3 separate regions of the Mus musculus genome follow, and all the other regions are linked to region 1. Evidence: chromatin contacts called from public Hi-C and HiChIP or PLAC-seq data. All regions are on one chromosome and are shown on one strand. The core of a region is the stretch at or near the end of the contact, and the rest is flanking DNA. Distances in the headings are between cores, read along the strand shown.

The links. HiChIP or PLAC-seq counts read pairs in DNA pulled down with a chosen protein or histone mark. A called contact is a pair of places that touch in the nucleus more often than the background predicts.
Region 2: a contact with region 1 is called in a Hi-C map of muscle stem cells, with 2.3 times the contacts expected there. The contact joins two enhancer-like sites. A contact is called at or near these places in 11 of 484 Hi-C or Micro-C datasets (the Ba/F3 cell line, cortical neurons, embryonic fibroblasts and 4 more), 1 of 115 datasets of contacts at active chromatin or transcription factors (fibro-adipogenic progenitors) and 1 of 9 other capture datasets (adipose tissue).
Region 3: a contact with region 1 is called in a CTCF HiChIP or PLAC-seq map of large pre-B cells, with 4 times the contacts expected there. The contact joins two enhancer-like sites. A contact is called at or near these places in 2 of 15 datasets of contacts at CTCF or cohesin (CD8 T cells and large pre-B cells), 2 of 484 Hi-C or Micro-C datasets (both in nephron progenitors) and 3 of 115 datasets of contacts at active chromatin or transcription factors (the 230-238 cell line, CD8 T cells and large pre-B cells).

The regions. Positions count from the first base shown.
Region 1 is chr14:14,637,648-14,642,710 of GRCm38.p6, reverse strand. No RefSeq gene overlaps it. Among named protein-coding and RNA genes, the nearest start is that of Slc4a7, 63 kb to the left of the region's middle. Within about 2 kb of position 1,985, at least 88 of the 459 cell types and tissues checked have an H3K27ac peak or open chromatin away from gene starts, as enhancers often do. A contact at or near this core is called in muscle stem cells, where this site is marked.
Region 2 is chr14:14,859,810-14,864,872 of GRCm38.p6, reverse strand. Nek10 (NIMA (never in mitosis gene a)- related kinase 10) reads right to left here. Exons shown (of 35, transcript NM_001195229.1): 16 at 4,032-4,134; 17 at 3,819-3,947; 18 at 3,185-3,322; 19 at 1,372-1,417. Among named protein-coding and RNA genes, the nearest start is that of Nek10, 42 kb to the right of the region's middle. Within about 2 kb of position 2,707, at least 15 of the 459 cell types and tissues checked have an H3K27ac peak or open chromatin away from gene starts, as enhancers often do. A contact at or near this core is called in muscle stem cells, where this site is marked.
Region 3 is chr14:14,486,541-14,491,603 of GRCm38.p6, reverse strand. No RefSeq gene overlaps it. Among named protein-coding and RNA genes, the nearest start is that of Il3ra, 140 kb to the right of the region's middle. Within about 2 kb of position 1,988, at least 4 of the 459 cell types and tissues checked have an H3K27ac peak or open chromatin away from gene starts, as enhancers often do.

The DNA of each region.
Region 1 (5,063 bases), core at 736-3,235:
TGGTGGGATTGCAAGCTTGTACAACCACTCTGGAAATCAGTCTGGCGGTTCCTTAGAAAATTGGACATAGTACTACCGGAGGATCCAGCAATACCTCTCCTGGGCATATATCCAGAAGATGTCCCAACCGGTAAGAAGGACACATGCTCCACTATGTTCATAGCAGCCTTATTTATAATAGCCAGAAGCTGGCAAGAACCTAGATGCCCCTCAACAGAGGAATGGATACAGAAAATGTGATACATTTACACAATGGAGTACTACTCAGCTATTAAAAAGAATGAATTTATGAAATTCCTAGCTAAATTGATGGGCCTGGAGGGCATCATCCTGAGTGAGGTAACATAATCACAAAAGAACTCACACAATATGTACTCACTGATAAGTGGATATTAGCCCAAAACTTAGGATACCCAAAATACAATAAGATACAATTTGCTAAACGCATGAAACTCAAGAAGAACGAAGACAAAAATGTGGACACTTTGCCCCTTATTAGAATTGGGAACAAAACACCCATGGAAGGAATTATAGAGACAAAGTTTGGAGCTGAGACGAAAGGATGGACCATCTAGAGACTGCCATATCCAGGGATCCACCCCATAATCAGCTCCCAAATGCTGACACCATTGCATACACTGGCAAGATTTTGCTGAAAGGACCCAGATATAGCTGCCTCTTGTGAGACTATACCGGGGCCTAGCAAACACAGAAGTGGATGATCACAGTCAGCTATTGGATGGATCACAGGGCTCCCAATGGAGGAGCTAGAGAAAGTACCCAAGGAGCTAATGGGATCTGCAACCCTATAGGTGGAACAACATTATGAACTAACCAGTACCCCGGAGCTCTGGACTCTAGCTGCATATATATCAAAAGATGGCCTAGTCGGCCATCACTGGAAAGAGAGGCCCATTGGACACACAAACTTTATACGCCAGGGCCAAAAAAATGAGAATGCGTGGGTAGGGAAGTGTGGGGGGGTAGGTATAGGGGACTTTTGGGATAGCATTGGAAATGTAATTGAGGAAAATACGTAATAAAAAATATTTTAAAAAAAGATGAGAAAGTGAAAAAAAAAGATATTCTAAGAAACTCTGGCATGGGCAGTTACTTACATCTGAGTCAGTTGCTTGCAACTGTACTGTTTATCTATGCATTGAAGATAATGGTTCCAAATAATTCCTTGTGTGGTTGAACGCTGAAACAGTCACTTGACACTTTCTTCAGGATAAATACAGCTGATCCCTTAGTGAACAGATTCTTCAGGGAAGTTAGACGAAGCTTCTAAGTCTACCTACAAAGTAGTTGCAACCCATACTAGAATGACTTAGGAGGAAGTCTCCTTGGGTGTGCTGCATGCAGAGCATGAAGGAATAACTCTGGAGAGGTCTGTGGGGATTTTTGTCTCTTGCCCTTGGTCCTAACTTGTGTCAAGGCTCATGTATTTCTCAGTGATGTAGGCCAAAGGATGAAGAAGGCAGTTAAGTACAAGGTCCAGCCCTTGGCTTTGCTCCTGACTTTTCTACTGCTTTGACTGCATCATGCGATGCTCTCCCAGAGAGCTGGCCTTTTACAGCTCTGTCAGGGTTCACTGAAATTGGAATGAGAATGGATTCTCAAGCAATGAGAATCAAGTTCAAATCCACTAACCTTGAAATGTACTGCAGTCCCCGAGAGCTGAGTTTCTGTATCTCATTTGGCAGCAAAACCCAAACTCACCTGGACTTGTTTGAAAGAAGTACTTTACCTACTCTGACATAATATTACTTAAAGACATTAGTTAACCCTCTCTACTTCTTCCTCAGCTCTTCCTCCCTTCTTCTCTTCTTTCACCACTGTCACCAGCACCATCCCTGTTAGAGGAGCTGCTATGCCAGACACTGTAGACTTCAATTTACCCTCATAACCACTAGGAAGGTGCTAGTAATGACCTTGCAGTTTGCAGATAAGAAAACTGTGGCTCATAACATGTATGTGGTCAATTTTACCAGGAAGTAAAAGCACAGGAGGCTATGTCAATGGTGTTCCCTTTCCATATTGCACCACCATAACAGTTCCCATTTTAAATGGATCCATTTGTCCCTTTTAAAATCATCAGCAGGATATTCAGTCAAAGAACATCTTCATATACCATGTACTAGAATCTGCTCTTCTTCAGCTGCAAGTGACAGAAACACAAAGTAGTCAAATGACTACAAAAGGACTTCATCAGCCTCTGCAACTGGGAAGCTCAAGGGGTGGGGATTTTGTTTCACAAACAGTTGGCCTCAAGACAGCAAGCTTAATCCTCCGTGCTGTCTTCTCTGTTAAGTGCTGTGAAGCTCAGAGCACAGCTAAATCTACTTCCTTGAAAGTCACAGAAAAGGGAACATACCATGCCTCCCCCGCATCAGGAGTATAGTCCTGATGTTAACTAGCCAGACTGAGTCCCACTTCACTACTAGCAAGCAGGAGGCTGGGCAACTTGATATGCTGAAAACAGCTTAGCTACTCCCTGGAGAAAGGAGAGCAAGGTCCGTCCCCACACCCACTCCCTTGCATGTGAGCCTGGGAGCTGCCATCTGTGACCTGGAACCCAGACTCCTTCCTGACTGGCTAGGCAAGCTGCATGTGCTTCCTTTCCACAGGATGAAGTTTCTCTTCTTTTATGCAGATGTTTCCACCTTCTCTGCTTGTCTTGCTGGCTAAGCATGGTCCATGCCTGGATGATGTAGACACGGACCAAGTGAAAACCAGAACCTCTTGTCTTCAATGTGGTTCAAATTCTGTTAAGAGCACTTGCCATCTGTTGGGATGAGTTTGTCTGTGGCTTAGGGTTTGAGCATGGCCCTGTGACCTGTGTTCCTGCAGTGTGAGCCAAGGGTGCAGAGGCTGTCTTTCTGGCCCATAAAATCAGAGATCATTCTTTATTGCATCTAGCAAGAATTTGCCATCTGGCATCAAGATATCTGCAACAGGGGCCAACAGCTACAGAGACTTTCCCTGCCCTTTTGGTAGCTTGCCATGGTGCCCTCCTCTTTGTTGAATCTGGACCTTAGTACAGAATTGTCTTTCTGATTATCTTGACATATGAGAATTGGCTATTATGCTAGGCTACTGAACCAAAATGTCAGCCAGTCATTTGTGGCAGTATGTGAATCCCACGTGAATTACGCAGATACTAACTCCAGAGGGGCAGTGTTCATGTGGTACTTAACAGTTGCTCAATCTTGCTCTAAGCTCTGCGTGGTGGGGCTTGAAAACGAAGAGCAGAATTCCTTCTCTCAAGGCAAGTGCCATCTTTCTATGCAGGCTAATCTTCACAGAAGGAATTAGAGAACAAGTTTATGCTGTGTGGAAGCCACTGACTCAGAATGAGTTGGCACAGGACTTAAGTAACAGGTTCTAATCTTTCATGTTAAGGATGTGTGAGAATCCACAACAGGATCGAGGGCCAAAAATTCACAACCATATAGGCTGGGTATGTGAACAGGAAATATGATAGGTGTATCAAATTGAGCTGTAAAAGCCTTGCAGGTCATGAGCACTATATAAAGTACTTAAAGCTAAGACGTGTTCCAGGACAGATTACTTCCTTCATAACCTTGGCCTCCTAGTAACAGTGTCTGTAAAATAGAAGAGTATTTGCTTTCCTGTTACCTGCCTAATCGTAAGCTATCCAGGATAGTTTTGGCAACTGCTGGTCCCCAAGATGATTCCTGTGATTTTAGTCTACCACACTAAGCATGCTGCTTCTACTTTGCAGTCTATGCATCAAGAACGTGTGGCACATAGCATCTTAGTAAATAGGAAGAAAGAAAGGCCAGAAACTTGCTTACTCAAGCTTTCTTCCCTCTCCCTGTCTCTCTCTCTCCCTCCTCTCTCCCTCCCTCTTCCTCTCTCTCCTTCTTCCCCTTCCCTCCCTCTCTCCCTTCTCCCTTCTTAAAACAAAACCAAAAATTCATTGATTTATGGATGCACATGTAAGTCGGAGGACAGCTTATAGGAGTCGGTTCTTTTCTACTACCATGTGGATCAAACTCAGGTTACCATGTTGACATGGCAGAGAAAGTATGGCAGCTGAAACAGCTTGGTCTGTGATTGTGGGAACTTCTACACTTGGCACACATCTCTGCAGATAAGGACACACTGAGCCAGGTGGGAAGGAGAGACTGGGCTGTTATTCTCAAAGTGCACTTCCCGACCCCCAGCCTTATACCCACCAGCTAGGTCCAATGTCAGAAGATTCTGTAATTTCCTCAAGCAGCACCATCATCCAGGTGAAATAGCACAGACCTGCAGTTTCAGCTACTTAGGGGAAAGACACACAAGGGTCAAGGCCTGCTTGGACTTGGTAAAACCCTACCTCAAATTAAAAATAATTTTTAAAATGGGCTGAGGATGTAACTGTACGGTAGAGTGTTTACCTACCGTGATATGGTCATGGGTCTCATTCACAGCACCACGAGTTGGGGAAAAACCTAATACCAAGTATTCAAATCCATAAGGTAAGTCTGTGGTGTGTGTGTGTGTGTGTGTGTGTGTGTGTGTGTGTGTGTGAGAGAGAGAGAGAGAGAGAGAGAGAGAGAGGGCATGTGTGGGGGTGCACGTGTGTATGTGCATGTATGTGTCAGGCGTTTCACATTTAAACTATAACAGTACTCTATCTCTGTCTCTCTCTATATAAAAATATATTACATATATAATAAATATGCACATATAGATATATGCCTTTTTATTTTTATTTGTTTTTGGCTTTTTTTTTTGAGGCAGGTTCTTCTTATACTGGCTTTGACCTCTACTCTCTCTCTCTACTTCTCAAATGCTTGAACCCTGACTGAACAGTGGCAGCAATCAGGATCAACATTTGAAAGGAAATAATTAGCAAAAGCATATTAGAACATCATTCCTGTACCAAGAACTACATGTAAGGAACAGAACACAGTTAAGACAACCTACCGTGTAAATGAGAAAAGTCTCAATGTTTCTGGGCCTCTCTCTCACCTACCTTAGCTGTCTGACTCAATTCCATCCTTGAAATTAATGAAGTGTCACTATTTCTACGCCTGTCCAGACATCCC
Region 2 (5,063 bases), core at 1,458-3,957, 220 kb before region 1:
GGTTTAGCACTGTTTGGGTTTTTGGTTTTCTTGTTGCTGTTTTTGTTCTCTGAATACACTCCTTTAAAGCCAATTTGAACTACTAATAATGATATGTGACATGTGTCTTTTCTGACTGTTGGACATACACAAAATACACACATACACAATCTGCCTGCAAAGGACAGACATCTCCCATCCTGCCCACTGGCTTCTCCACCAGTCTCACACTGCAGCATGAATGTAAGCACACTGTTCTTCCTGTTGCCTTTCACAGGATTGCAAAAATGAATAAACCATATAGCATCTCTCTTACGGACATTTATAGATTCCCAAGTTTCACCATTCCAAGAAATACATATTGCCTGCACTATGCTTAGCTGTTTGTTTTCATTTTCTCAAATTATAGTCTTCTTCATCATAGTTTATAACTTGGTAATATTATACATATTTTAAGTTTCCTTCAATTTATTTTGGAAGTCGTCAGGTTAAGTGTTTTGTTTTTGTAATGACTTGTACTTACTTCAGTCTAAGTCAGGAACTAAATCTGATAGCTTTAATTACAGGAATAATCCCGATATTAAGAACTAGCACGTAAGGAGGAAGGAGTCCATCTAAATCACTTAAAGAAGGGAAATGGGTAAAAACATAGCAATTGAGCTGCATACAGAACAGCTTCTGTTTAGTATTGAGACAGGGTCTCTCTATGCAGCCATGCCCAGCCTGAAACTCACTATGTAGATCAGGTTGTCCTCAAACACACACAGTCGGCCTCTGCCTCTCAAGTGCTGGGATTAAAGGACTGAGTCACCATGCCCGGCTAATACTTCAGGATTTTATGCTACAGATGGTTAAGTTCAATACTTCCTTCACTTGTAAACAAGCGACTGAGTTTGGCTTTGTTTGACTGTGCTCTCCATCCCACAAGCAGGAAACAAGCCAGCCAGCCTGCAGGCTCAGCCAGGACTCTGGCGCCACCTGGTGGCATCTACTGAAATTTGTGAGAAAAAAAAAAAAAAACCTTGAAGGCGGAGTCCAATCCATTTTATTAGGGGTGGAAAATGCCACTAGATGCTGCTGTGAGCTTGCAAAAAGAAAAATAAAACATCATGCTTTAGTTCTCTTTTCTCTTTTTCTTCTACAGTTCCTTTTCTGTACAATAATTTAATTATTTTTGTTTATTCACACTGTGCCTCTATATAATACAGATCAAAATATTTTAAGTATTCTCAGGTCATCAATTAAAAAATTATTTTACTGCTTAAGAAAGCAATGCCTAATAATAAAAGCCAGTAGAAAATAGCTGAATGGGTTTATTTTCTGCCAACATAATATAAATGTATATAAATAACAAACATATGTTTCCTTACTTAGAAAGCAATTCATACTTACTTTCCAAAAATGTTTTATAATAACGTACAACATTGGGATGATAAAGCTGTAAGAAAACAAATAGCAAACACTTATCAGACTCTTCAAAACACAAGCTTTTGTACACTGAAGTTTCATCTAAGACTGCCAGCTGCCATTTAAGGTTTTAAATGACTTTTTTAAGTTAATGAAAGAGACAGTGTCCTCCATGCCTTTGTGAACCAGGCTAGAAGATGCTGCACTTCCTAATGGGCAGTGGACAGGTTTAGGACTGATCAGTTCCTTAACGATTCCCTTAGCATGCTCTGCCCCAGGGTTGGGCCTCAGCTACACAGGGAGGGAGAAAGTTCTAAAAAAGAAAAATGGTGTAAAATGTCTCCAACTATTTATTTAGAATGTAGTTTCTAGGTAAAGTGTCTTGTTTCAGAGGAATTGCCATGATGTCTATAAATGGTTTGTGCCTCTGAGTGTCCCTCTGAGTGGGGCCCACGTAGCTGCTACTCACACCAACCCAGCGGTCTCAGGGTTATCAGCAGCAGAGTAGCCAGGATGTGGCTTCCCAGGCAGCAGTGACATTTGTCTGTCCCTCAGCCCTGGAAGTGTCCTTTCTGCTGCTTTTCCCACTTGGGATGGGAAGGTGTCACCAGCAGTTGCATGGAACAGGGAATAATGCCAACTTGTGCCATTCTCTAAGCCTGGTAGTTCGAAGCCTCTGTGCTGTGCTCATTGTCACCTCTTAGCAGACAGGGTCTCTCACTCCCGTACCTATGGCTTCTGTATTCCATGACATCCTTCTTTTTGGTTCAGGTGGCTCCCACAGGAGGGACAATCTTCAGTGACATCAAAATCTAAACTGTGGCACCCTGATTGGCCTCTTCTGGACCCTTTTTCTTAGGAAACGCACTTAAACAAATTAGCACCCAAATCAACTAGCAAGTGGGGACAGGATGAGTTTCTGAACGGATGGGATGGCTTCTTGCGATCTAATCCATTAGTGGTGACTTTTGTTGTAACTTAGTGATGTCAAACTATAGGTTTCAATGAATAAAGACCATGTTTGTGACACCAAGCAAACATGACTGCAGGGCGCAGTGAGGCTGGCAGCTTCCTAGAACTTAGAAACAGAAATGCACAAACAAGGAGAGCTGGGAAAGGAACCAGCATCTTCTCGGATTACAGAAAGAATTCCCATTTCTCGCCTGCGCTCCGTTTTCCTCCAATACTCCTTCATAATGACAGCTAATTGAGCGATTATGTCACATATTCATGATAATAAAAATAACCCAGAAGACAGTGGGGCCCACCCCTAATCTCAGCACTTAGGACAGGGAGCCAGGAAAGGGGGGGGCGGGTCCTGAAGGTCAGTCTGTACTACAGAGCAGGGCTAAGACCAGCCTAGACTACACAAGCCTGCTCTAGAAAGGGGAAATGAAACAAAACCTACATTTTAGATTTAATAAGCCAGACTTGAGGGGTGTCAACAGGTTGGCTTTAGCTGACTGAAGTTGGAGGGTGGTCTTTCTCAAATTCCCAGCACTCCATTAAGGGTGTCTTTCTCCTGTTCCTATGCAGTAACTCAGTAGCTAAGCATACATGGTGTGTTCTGGTTTGTAAGCTCAACTGTTTTGCATCCAAGGCCCTGCTATAAACTCCTAAAAGAGTTTCCATGACTCAATAACAAGCTTTAGGAAAAACACTGGCAAAAATATCACTGCACCAATGTCCAGTATTTCATACCGAACTGATTTATAAACGGCATGGACAAGAACAGCAGCAGAGCTCAGCTTCAATGACATTTATATCAGAGACATCTCAGAAATAAGACAATATTTACCTGCTCCTTAATTATTGTTAATTCAGAAACAATGTTCTTGACACTGCTGTCTCGGTCTTTCTTATCCTTTCCAAATGCTGGGTTATGCAAATTGACCTCCTTCATTGCTAAAAGATTTTGACCACTACGCTTTCTAACCTACAATAAGGAAAGCAATTAATTAAATGCTGAGAATTGAGGGTTAGACAAAGACAGATGAACTAGAATAACAAAATTACATACATGGTTAACCAACACATAGCATGAGAGTCTAGCTGCATTTACACTAAGCTGAGAGAGCTCAAACCTGTTACCTTCTGGTCTGGTCCCCACTGCAGGACTCAACAGGCTTTCCCTGGGCAGGTGTAGAAACACTGGTGAAAGTTTATAAACTATGTCATGCACTGGGACAAGCTATTTTGATTCATTTTCTGTGAAGGATGCCCTGTCAGGGACCAGGTACTAGAGCTGAGAGCCAAGGCAACACTCACATAATTACCACCCAGTGTTGGATACAACCAGCACTCTCATCTCTATCTGTACTTCTTCACTAGTTTTCAATGATAAGGACTTCAATTAAAATGAGTATGGCCATCTGGAGTGTTACTTCAAATTTGTTTTGAAACATGAGAACTATCTCCCAGGGCAGACTCACCTTATAAACACAGCCAAAAGCTCCACTTCCAAGGTGGTCCAACACAGCATAGTCACCTATGTACTTCAAGGGCGCTTTCTTCTGATTGATGCTTTCAATATTCTCAGCAATTTGCTTCAGCTCATCTTCCTAACCAAGTCATAAAAGGAAAATTGGTTACTACTATCCTGATCCCAGAGCAGCCTGCCCAAATATTTAGAACTCAAGACTTACCAATAGTAAATTCAACTGTGATACCAAGTCCTTATAAGCACCAATATCACGAACGTAATGTCCTATGTCAATGAAGGTCTCAAACAGGTCGGTGGGAAAAAGTCTACAGGGAAACACACACACTTAAAGTGGAGCTGGGGAACAGTGGATCAATGCTTCCCTTCTGGATACAGCTGGCTCACCAACTAACCCTACGAACAAACCTAACTTCATTAGGCAATCAGCAGAGTAAGAAGCAATATGCTCTGGCATATCATGCAGATCTGCACTCCAGCTGTAGTTCCTGCAGAGTAAGCAATGTTCTACAGATCACTGCACAGCACTGCACCTCAGTGAGCTGCACTGCATGTCACACTTGGAACCGGGGAGGGGTGGGTGGGCCTCACAGTCTTTGTTTCTATGGCAGTAAAAGACAATATAACCAACGCAGACTATACCAAAGCCTTCTTTGTAATTTATTTGGGGGTTACAGACAATAAGCATTTTAAAAGAGGATGTTTGTTGTGTTTTTTTTACTAAATATTTAGCACTTAGATTAAGTCATTTGTTACAGTTCTAAACTTAGCTCCAAGATGTAAATATCCTTTTAATTTTTAAATGTTTTATGAGAATAAAATACTGGTAACTGAAAAAAATGTAAAGAAGTATGCATTTACAAAGTTCTGGCTTCAGAGGCCTCTTAAAATATTCATTATTCATTAAAATGGATGGCTTTGGGTCATGAAATGAAAGTTTATAATAATTTTTTCCTTAAATTCAAATATCATGGAAGAATAAAGCAATAATATAATTGACACCTTCTTCACAAAGGATTTGTTATAACATCAGTTTCTCTCACCAATAACATCTGGTGACAACACTGTGGACCTAGATTGTGTTCACATGGTGCGCATGTCCCTCATGTGCAATGAATGTGTCTGCTTTCTAAGGCTTGCGCGTCCACCAGACTTGGCACCTCACATCTGGCCCATCACTGGGTCTCAGCCTATCAGGGGCACTCTTGGTTGGTAAGAGGAAATGATCAAACTAACT
Region 3 (5,063 bases), core at 739-3,238, 150 kb after region 1:
GTCCTAGCCCAGTGGGAGCCATTCCACTTCTGGGCAGGTGGTCCTGGCTTGTATAAGAAAGCAGGTTGAGTAAGCCTTGGAGAGCAAGCCAGCAAGAACCATCTCTCCAATATCTCTTTTTCAGTTCCCTTCTTCAGGTTCATGCATTGCCTTCCTACCTTGGTTTCCCCTGATGAACCAAATAAACTCTTCTTCCTCAAGTTACTTTAGGTTATAATGCTTTAACATAGCAATAGAACCCCTAAGATGGACTCTCCTTTTCTGCATGGTGATGGTAGCAGATCTCCAGGTAAGGGGCCACACACAACACCCTGATTATATTAGTATGCTGAGAAGATTAGGGTATCTGTAAATGACCACTGAGGACACTATATCTCAGATCTAGTTGTGTGTGTGTGTGTGTGTGTGTGTGTGTGTGTGTGTGTTATTTCTACCTTCAACAGGTACTCAACATGTACATACATCTTTAGCCCAAACGTTATACATCCTCAAACATGCCTTCTAATTTGAGTCAATGGTCAAATAAGCTCTGTATACTGCCTTCAAATGCTCAGAAAGAGGACAGTACTCAAGACCAAGTTTGTTAGAATTTAGTGATGAAATTGGTACAGAGATAGACTTGTTGGGTTTGCTCACTCAGTCCCACCTGAAAGAAACATGAATGAGAAACTGGGGATTCATACTGAGGACAAAGTGAGGCAGGCTGAGTAATTTACAAAAACTGGAGTATGTGCTGCCAATTTCTTTTGCTGTATTATCATTAGTATATTTCTGCTGTATCATGAATACATGTTAGAGCAGAGACACAGGCACAGACCCTGAGATCAACTGCAGAGGAGTTGAAAGGAACAGGCCAGAGGCAAATGAGTATTTTAATAGCAAATGAGAATGACTCAGGCCCTGGCTTACTTCTTCAGGCACCTTCAACTCTCTGACCTCTGCTTTATCATGCTTTCATGCCCAGGCACCAGGGAAAGGGCAAAGTAGAGATTCATAATGGTAAGTATCTGCCCTGCCCATTATTATTTTTTTCAATAAAGAATTTTAACTGGTACACAAGTAGAAAAATTATAAACATCAATACAGTACCCAATAATATATCTCAAGAGCTATATACACTGTATAATCAAGTTAAAAAGATCTTGCTCTGTTGGAATTCTGTCTAAACTCTACCCCCACAGTTCCTGGCAGCAGCCAGGTAGGCTTGACCCAGTATAAAAGGGCTGCTTGGCCCCTCTTCTCTCTCTTATGCTCTTGCCTTTCTCTTGTCTCTTGCCCCCTTGCTCCACCTCTCTTCCTCCCTCTCTCCACGTGGCAAGGCAGGCCTCCTGTACTCTCCCTATCTCTGCCTTTCTTTGTCTCTACTACTCTCTGAATTCCTCTCCCCTTGCCCTGAATAAACTCTATTCTATACTATAACGGTGTGGGTCTGGTCTCTCAGGGGGAAGAGCTGCCTTGGCATGGGCCCGCCGAGGTACCCACTTCTCCCACACTCCACAAGAACATATTCATATAGCTCTTTCTCTTTTTATAATCACAACATTGGTGCTGTGATTCAGATCCAAAAACTCTGCAGGTTTGCATCCCATCTCAGCCACATGCTTGCTAGCCCAGATCTGGTAAGCCCCCACTTCCACTGGTCAGAGTGACCATCTGGATGGTCCCAGAGAAGATTTCTTGATCTCAGAGCTACCCCTGTGTTTTCCCTTGGGTGACATTTCCCTTTCCTCTTTCTTGAGGCTGAGAATTCAAGACTAGGTCTGTAAACCCCCCATCTGTCTCGCCCTTGGGCCAGTCTGCTATATAGCTGAGCCTTTCCCCTTCTCCCTCTCTCACTTGCAGCCTGCTAGTTTAGATGGTTTGCCTGTAAAACAAATTTGCCTGCCTCTGCCACGGACCCTGTTTGCTGACCTCCCCAACTCCTTGGCTTTCTGCTTGGAGTCTGTCTCGCCTGGGACTGTCCATGCTTGGTTCCCTCAGCCTGTTTATGCTCTGCTGGTCCTGGCCTCTCTATGCTACTTTGGGTCCTTATTTTCCCCTAACACCGTGGGCTGTGACTCCCAGCTGCTGGTAGGAAGTTCCACCCCACAGTGGCACAACCTTCTCCTGCGCTCATGTGCACGAGGGAGCTCCCACAGGAGCTGCTGCCATTCAGTTCCCAGCCTCTGCCATGTGGGTTATGCCAATCAGCCGAGCCCAAACCAACCATTCAGTTACACATTTTCTGCTACCAGACTGCAGAAGTCTGAAAACACACACCGGCATATTGATTGATAAGGAGTTTCTCCAGTTGGTGGGAGGGATCCTATGTGCCCAGATAGCTCCTGGCCAGCCTCCTGTGGGCTAAGGTGATGACTTTCAATGCCCCAGTTCTTAAGAGCAGCCTCCTGGCTGACCTACAAGTTAGGACATCGGACCTTTGGGTGACTTCCTTCTCGAAGGCAATTCATAAACACTTTTGGCTCTTGCAGCTGGCCGGAAAATCCTGGTACCAGGTTAAATTGCTTTCTAACAATTTCCAGGAAATTGCCCGTCGCTGAAGTCTCTAGTTATTCATATGACCTGAATTTCTAGTTTGACTGTATACTGACCCGTTACTGAGTTCTTTACTTGGGACCCTGGTATGAAAGGTTCAGTGACACCCCCATCCGCTGTCACCCAATGGACGCTAAAGTGTTCTTAAACATATTTTAAGGGATCTTCACACATACTGCCAGCAGTCTGGTAAATAAACAAAAGGCCAAAGCGCTTACCTATTCATGCTCCCTGCAGGTTCAGTTTATGTCACAGGCTTAAATCTGCCTGGACAACTCATTTTCTTTCACCACAATTTTATGTCACTGTTGCCAGCTCTCTTATACTGGTTCTAACCATATGCCTCTTTGCTAAAGTTACCTAGAGTTTTCATTTCTATCCTGTCTTAATATGATTTTTACTACTGTCATTAACTTCTGACTGACTGCACAAGCTGCCATTGAGGCCATTGGCTAGTGGACTCTGTCATTTTTAAAATAATATAACTGCTAAATTATTGTTTATTCTTTCTCAAACTTCTGACTACATTGACAGATAGACAGCTATTTCCTTACCTAAACTCTGTTTCCATTAATTTAACGCTTCATATTTCCTCTTCTTGCTATGCCACTGTTCTAATATCTGAGTTCCTACAAATTTGCCTAACTCTAATAAAACATTCCACTATATGATCCAACTTATAATCTTGTTCCTTGTGCTCCAGAAAAGGTTCATCTTAAAGACTGTTCATGTGGTTAACTCATGCTGTTATCTCTCTTATAAACTTATAAGCTACAGGAAACCTACTCAGATCTACTTCTCATGGACCAAATAGCCTACCTCCAGATAAGTACATCTGCCCAAAGTTCCCACTTGCTACCTATTCCTAAGGGTAGGACTCCTCTGGGTTTCAAATGGACATTTTAAGAAAAATTTTTTCTTTCTCCCAAATGTACTTAATCTTATTCTCTACCGATAACAATGTGCTCCAGCATCTTGTCAAGTCCGGCACTTGCTACATCCAGGACCACTCCAGAGAAGCAACCTCACATGCTCCAATCTCCTCTCAGCAATGCTTCTTACTGGACCTGTTCTTCCAACCTATCCTCACATGGTGCCACAGACCCTGGACATCAAGGAAACAGCCAACTCTCCAAAGACTGGACAAACACCCCCCCCCCATACTCATTTCTCTAGGTTCTCCAGAGACACTGTCACCCCAATGTTAGCATGAAGCAGCCAGATATCACCAATGACCCTATTCCTGCTTCACCATCACCTCTTTCTAATTTTTTTCTTTTTTAACTAAACCAAAATGGGGGATTGTTGCTATTCTGTCTAAACTCCACCCCCACACTTCCTGGCAGCAGCCAGGTATGCTCCTCTCCACAGTTACCTGGCAGCAGCCAGGTAGGCTTGGCCCCTCCTTTCTCTTATGTTCTTGCCTCTCTTGCCTCTTGCCCCCTTGCTCTTCCTCTCTTCCCCCCTCTCTCCACATGGCCATGACTGGCCTCCACTTCTCTACTCTCTACTTCTCTCTGCCTTTCTCTGCCCCTTCTACTCTCTTACTCCTCTCCTCTTGCCCTGAATAAACACTATTCTATACTATACTGGTGGGTGGGTGTGGTCTCTCAGGGGGAAGGGATGCCTTGACATGGGCCTGCCAAGCCACCCACTTCCCCCACACCCTGCCAGAACATATCTTAATAGCTCTTTCTCTTTTTATGATCACAACAAGCTCTTAAGAGCATTACTTTTTTATTGTAACATATTCAAAATATTTTTTCTGTGTTTTGAGATGCAGCATACATAGCTGCTTTCTAGAGTTACCCAGTCATGCAATATTACACCAGCACTTCATACCCCCAAGTAACTGCAACTTTAAATTTATTGATTGAATTTTTCTCATTCTACTTCCCCTTCTTACAAAGTTTTGTATTTGATGAAGATATAACAAATTCTTCTGTTTCTTCCAGCTTTAGTGATTAATGAGAACAAAAAGTTATATAAAGAATGCAATGTATATTAGACTCAAGATTAAAGAAATTCATCAATAATGAGGCCCTGTTGCTACAGATAATACCCACTCAACTCATTGAACATGGAGGGGTCAAGCTGGTGCCTACATAGAACCTTCACCCCTAAGTTCTAGAGTCTTCAGTATAGGAAGCGACTCTGTATGCTAGCAAAGAGAAACATAACAATCCAGCCACAAACCCTTTGACCTACAATGCCATCCTGCCTTCAATATATTCCAGGACAATTGTGGCACAATGCTTATAGGAGTAACCAGTGCTGCATTTGACTTAAGGCTTGCTCCAACAGATGGAACCTACACCCCAAACTGCATGGGTGACAAGATTCAAATTAAATATCCCGGAGACCTAGGGTAAAACCAAATACTTTTTATCTTAAAATAAATGTAGTGATAAAATGATTTTTAATGATATTCTGTTGTCTTTGTAGATGAGAACCTTATTCAGCTATTATCAGAAAAATTTCCTCCTGAAGCAGATGGGGCAGCATATGGAAACAAATACAGAGACCCA